Linked DNA regions of Mus musculus: region 1 is linked to region 2. Evidence: chromatin contacts called from public HiChIP or PLAC-seq data. All regions are on one chromosome and are shown on one strand. Each heading gives the region's core, a stretch centred on a gene start, on an enhancer-like site or on the middle of the called end of the contact. The rest is flanking DNA. Distances are from core to core; before and after follow the strand shown.

Region 1 (2,802 bases), core at 284-2,783, 67 kb after region 2:
GCTGCACACTCCCACCTCTAGAGGGAGCCTACAATGTGCTTGAGTCCATTGCTCTGACTTGCAAGAAAAACTGTTGACATCAGTGAGAAAGCCTCATACAAAGCCCCAGGATTCTTTCCCAAACTCCAATCATACACAGCTCAGACTGTTCAGATCCCATGAGATTTAGTTTTGCTAGAATGGGATTTCACTGTAGAGTGGTGTTCAGCCCCCACAGTGGCCCCTCTTGAGGATTTTTTTCTAAATTGAGCAAGTGGTACGTAAGATGCAGAGACACAGGCCTTGTCTCTCGATCTCTTTGCTACAGCTGATTTAGAGTTAGGCTCATTGCAAAATTAATATTTGACAAACACCTTCTCTGTTCTTTGGTTCTTTCATTCTATACCATAAACATATTTAAGGAACATACTACTTATGCTTCTACTGGACTCAGTTCTGTGTCAGAATATGTTTATGTCCCCTAAATTACTGCCTACTGCCAAGCAGTTGGGAAATAACCAATAGGCACATGGGGGTTTGCTAGCACAAGAGTTAGGGTGTTACAAAGCCATTTCCACACAAGTGTATGATGTACCTTGAGCATGCCCATCCCCCAGGTATCTAGAAAATGGCTCTAGAGCTCCATTCCCTTTCTGAAGGACAGATAGCAGATGAGATTAATGCTGCAGTGTTATCAAGCAGAATGGAGACTTGGCCTGGAACTGTTCTCAAAATTAGATCAAGGACACATTGAGTTTATTCCAAGATTAACTTTGTCTAATAATAATAATAATCTTTGTTAAAACTCACTGACTACATGGTATAGCCACTGGAACATTGCCCATGTCCATTACATAATCCCACACCCATGCTTCTATAAGCAACCTTAACTAAACTCAGTACGTGGCACAGAAAAGACACAGAAGTTCAGGGGAGCTTGTTGGATATAAGGGTTCAGCAGTGTGAAGATTAGAAGAGATAATGGGGTGTATATTAGCAAAATGTATTATTTACATGCATGAAATCATGAAAGAACAGATTTAAAAAAAAAAAAAAAAACACTGATTTCCGTATCTCTGGACACAGTCTACTGGAAACTGGAAAACTTGATATACATGAGCCTCACAGAAGGGAGTGGAGAGAATGTTCCCCCTCTAACGATCTGCAAATCTCTCTTAAGCACTTCTTTCCTGGTTCATTTTTTTTTTTCTAAAGCTATCGATTTGGCTCTTTGTGGGTACATTTTCCCTCTCTAGAAAAACAAAAGAGCCATGTCTTAATCAGAAGGAAATGATTAATGGAGTGCATGGTGGGGGAGGGAGAGAAGATGAAGTCAGAGAAGGCTGCACAGAGTGTTGAGTGACAAGAAGAGTAAGCTGGGGGGTGGGGCAGCAAAGGTGTGACAACACAGAAGAGCTCGGGTCATTGAAGGCACCCTGTGTGTCCTGGAATGACTTCCCTTGAAGCCATCCAAGTAATGGTAGAAGTAGAGGTTAGGGTGATTTGCAAACTATTTAATGCTGAGTATGGCATGGCTCTGAACCAATTGAAATGGAGGCCAGCCAATTCAGAGCCCTGTGAAATGCTGGGCCACTCTCAGGCCTGCCAGTAAGCCTGTGAAGTAACTTGTGGCCAGATGATCCTAAATGAAAAGAAGTACAATCGCATTTGCAATTGAGATCATCCTTACGGGAGGCTAGATTGCTTAATGTCGTAATGGCTGTGAATGTGTGAAACTGACAGAATTTACTCAGCAAGTCATTTCAAAATGAAATGTTGATTGGAGTCCCACACCCAACTATGGAAAGAAGTCTGCACTGCAGTCCAGAGTGATGGCCGCAGCAGCAGCAGCCATAGTAAAGCCCACAAGGGGCCAAACCAGAACTAAACCTTTGGTCTATGAGAAACCAAACCTTATCTCCTTTTCATGTCATTAGTGCCAGGGTGACTTTTAGGCAAAGCCCAGCTTGGCATTAACTGCTGAGTTTATATACCACAAACAGCAACTCACCTACTTATGTATTCTTGATCAGCAGTAGGGCTGATCAAGGCAGGAAGGTAAACATTCGTTAATTTAAAGCAAGATTTTTCCAGACAACGGGCCTCCAAGTCAAGTGATTACCAAGCAAAGGCACCATGCATGTCACCATCCTGAAATCCCTCTACTCTTTCGGCTGGGAGAGTCATCAGCACTGTGGATTAAGGTCACTTCCCAGTGTGTAATGAAGGGTTTGCCATTAGATCTGAAGGAGAACTGACCCCTGAGCAGCATCTGGGGACCATTAGTCACTGGGTTGTCAGGGATGTTTGTTGTCAGACTCCTGAAACATAATGAGCTTCCCTTATAGAGAGGAAAGTGACAACCCCCTAAGCACCCTGAGACAGCTTCTGGGGACAATTCACTGGCTGTCCTTTAGGATGGCACTTGGCTGTAAGTGGCCAGAGATGCCCTCATTCTTTTGTAGTGAGCTACTGCTGGCAAAGTTGATCCCACTTCATCAAGAGTCTTCTAAACCAGACCTTGAGATATTTCCCTTACTCTAAGGCACACAGCATGTCAAAGGTCTAGGGGGTAAATAGTGTACTTAGAGCCAGGAATGTGACTAGGACCAAGTGACCCCTCAGGCTCCATGCCTGTGAAAGTAATTCTGTTCTAATTTGTGGCTGCTGTCATGGTTGCATAAGGCATTAGGGAGCGACGTAACCAATCATTGCTGTATATGAGCCACATGACAATGGTGTTGTTCTCATTGGTTCAGACAGCACTAGGAGAGTGGAAAGACAGAGTCTTTCCTCTGAAATGTACTCTTAGAAACAACACGG
Region 2 (3,203 bases), core at 385-2,884:
GGAGCATCCCTGCCTTGCAGTTGGGCCATGAGAACGGGATGGAGTCTGAGAGAAAGAACCACACCACCTGTCTGGTGGCCATTCTGAGAGCTCATAGCCCTGATGATCAGAGAAGCTACTCACCTTCCCTCACCAAACAGCTACTTTTTTATTTTTATTTATTTATTTATTATTGCACAAAGACATTTCAGGACCTGATAACAAAGGGATCTGCAGGCAAAGGCCCTAGCCCAGTGAAGCCAGTATCATAAGGGGGAGGCAGGCAATATACCACAATAGCAATGAACTAGTAGATGACTTGTTCATTTATACCTAGGGGAAAACCCTTTTCTTATGCATCCCCTGGGGATGGTCAGCACTGAAGGGAATGACTAGAATAATGGCTTCCAAGTTGACATATTAGGGGCAACCTCAGAGACGAGATGTGGCAGTTGTTTAGAAGATTGGAATATGATGTTCCCAGTAAAAGTGTTAGCAGAGGCAAAAGCCCTGAGATGGAGGTGAGTAAGACAGGGAAATGGGGAGAAGCAAGTCAGAGGAGACCTCAAGGACAGCACAAGGTGAAGTGGGATGAGATGAGAAGCTGGCAGGAGCCAGGCTGGGCTTAACCAAGGCCTCCTGACAACTTAGGAGTTATCCCATACACAGAGCGATGTATTTCCTTTAGAAGGAATCTCTTGAACACTAAGTGGAGGAAGTACACACTTAAATTCAGGGAGAAGTGGACATCAAGGTGTGAGTGACCTAACATCTATGGTCTATGGCTGGTTCCATGGGGTTCCTAGAAACTTACTTAGGAAGTGGGGAACGCAGATCAACAGAAGAGAACGTTCTACAAAGCAGGAAGTGTTCTGTACCTATATACATTCAAACATGGTCTCAACTGGTTTAAAAGAAGGCACTTACTGTGACTGGGATTTAAAATTGTATTTTATTTAGAAATTTTATTTACTGTAAAATGGATTTAAAATTGTATTTTATTTAGAGTATTACAGCTACATGTGGCTAATGGTTACTATACTGACAGCATTCTTGCCCAGGTCTTGCTCAAGAGGTGGGGGCATGCTGACCCTCAAGTGTTCTCCCCTAAGTGCCATTCAGACCTCTGGATAGAGAGTGCCAGGGTACAAAAGCACAAAAACCCTCATGTGGGAGGAAAATGAGCTTCATCCTGTCTTGTTATGAAGAGCCCCCGCGCATATCCTCAAGGAAAATCTGGTCCCGCAAGGAAAGGTTTGGAGACTGTTTTACTGAATGCATCAGTCCCGTGAGCTAGCACTGCCTGTGAGGTGCTGCCTTTGGCCAGAGAGTGACAGGGGACAGTAGCGCCTTGCCCCACCTGCTCGCAGTGGGACTGCATAGACTTCAGCTTCTCCAGTTAGGCAGGTAAGCGGAAGAAGGAGAAACCAAGGTTAACCACAGGTACTGAGGGTGCGGGGACTCCTTGGAGAGTATTCTCCCATATGGGGGCAGGGAGGCACGGGCTGTCATCCGCACGGGATCTGCTTTCTGGGCTTGCTTTCGCTTTGCTGGCTGAGGGGTGAGCATCGCAACCAAGCGAGGAGCAGGTGGCCTCGGACAAGGGGAGGAGGCTAGCGCCTTCCATCAGGAACCCCCAGCCTCTCCGAGAGCTCAGGTCCGGCGCCCTGCTGGCGCGCAGGACCTGGCTTGCCTAGAGGGCACCCCTGACCTTGGTCTCGCCCTGGTTCCAGGTCTGTGCCAGGGCTATGGGCGCCGCGCTGGGCACTGGCGCGCGGCTGACCTCCGTGCCTCGCATAGCCTGCAGCAGTCTTCGGCGCCAGGCACCTTCCGCGCCCGCCCAGGGCTGCCACTCCAAGTCTGGCCCGCCTCGACCCGTACCCCTGAAGAAGCGCGGATACGATGTCACCAGGAACCCCCATCTCAACAAGGTAATGGTCCGGGTAGGACGTTGGATCCCGTGGTTAGCAGGGAAAGACGCCCCGCCCCCTGGGCTTGGGACGAAACCTATGGCGTCCTTCCAGAGCCCTCTGGTTTTGCCTCCTGGATATTGCTCTGTTTGCTTTGGCCTTTTCGTCCCCCTCTTGACATGGAGAGATGTGATCAGTTTTACTGACCTTAATTTCCTCAGCAAAAACAATACAGACCCAGTGAGTATTCCCGATGGTCCCTCTGAGCTAGAGTCAGATTTCCAGCAGATCTTGAGGACAATTCATTTGACCTCCGTGAATTAAAGTATCTGTTAGAGATTTCTTAGGAATGTTGCAAGGTTTAAAAGGAAAAACAGGAAAACGGAGGCAGAGTTCTTAGCACAGACTCGGGCACCAATGAGATAATAAGTGTTAGCTAATGATATGGTGAATATCTGGGAAAACATGAGTCCGGAAGACAGAAAAGTCTAGAATTATAGAACTTTTAGTACTGGAAGAAGAATTAAAGATTTTAATTTAAACCAGTCCTGTAACAGAATGCAGAACAAAGGGGTCTTAGCCAAGGTGACCAAATGCAGATCTCTAATGCTTTGGCCGTGTTCAGCCCACTGCAGATACCTGCATATTAACCTAGGAGCACACCTCCTTCTTGTAGCAATCAAGTTTGTATCTTTGGTTCAGAGGATTGTGAGGAACAGAAACTGGAAGCCAAGACTCAAGCCAGTCCCCCACTCCCCACAATTCCTCGTGTTTAACTAGCAGGCTCAACGTTTTTCAGCCTAATAGTATGACCTCATTTGATTATTGTAAAAAGTTTCAAAACCACTGGATTTGAATTAATATTTAAGCTCTCATAAATGCTTGCTAAGCTATTACTGCAAATAAAATGTGAGAATAGTCCTCATGCAGGAAGTTCTCAAAAAATGTTAGTAGTTTCTCTGATTCAGGATGGTGAAATTCCAATGACACAACTTCTATGGAAAATGCTATGTTAAAGGGTGAGGCCAACTGTGCAGTGCTGTTTCCTACAGCATCAACTGAAACTAAGGAAAATGTCTGTGTGCTCAGATTCACTTGTCACACTGACCCCCTACTCTCCAAAGAGACCTTGAGTTCCCGGTACTCTGCTCCGGTACAAAGCATTTAAGGTATCCATGCCTGTTTGAATTGCTTCAGTAGTGCTAGAAGGTGAGAGCCTCTTTCAGCAAATAAAAAGCCCTTCACCAAAATCACATCCAGAGAAAGGGCTGCAGGTGAGGCTTGATGGAGAAGCAGAGGTGACTCCCTGACGGT

The links. HiChIP or PLAC-seq counts read pairs in DNA pulled down with a chosen protein or histone mark.
Region 1: a contact with region 2 is called in an H3K27ac HiChIP or PLAC-seq map of heart atrium, with 7 read pairs. The contact joins the enhancer-like site here to the promoter of Me3 in region 2. A contact is called at or near these places in 4 of 484 Hi-C or Micro-C datasets (the HL-1 cell line, cortical neurons and uterus), 3 of 115 datasets of contacts at active chromatin or transcription factors (heart atrium, intestinal crypt epithelium and pancreatic cancer cells) and 2 of 9 other capture datasets (adipose tissue and pancreatic islet).

What each region holds. Positions count from the first base shown.
Region 1 is chr7:89,698,413-89,701,214 of GRCm38.p6, forward strand. All of the region lies in intron 1 of Me3 (malic enzyme 3, NADP(+)-dependent, mitochondrial), which reads left to right. Among named protein-coding and RNA genes, the nearest start is that of Me3, 67 kb to the left of the region's middle. Within about 2 kb of position 1,534, at least 31 of the 459 cell types and tissues checked have an H3K27ac peak or open chromatin away from gene starts, as enhancers often do. A contact at or near this core is called in heart atrium and pancreatic cancer cells, where this site is marked.
Region 2 is chr7:89,631,184-89,634,386 of GRCm38.p6, forward strand. Me3 (malic enzyme 3, NADP(+)-dependent, mitochondrial) reads left to right here and starts at 1,635. Exons shown (of 14, transcript NM_181407.4): 1 at 1,635-1,910. The coding sequence starts at 1,728.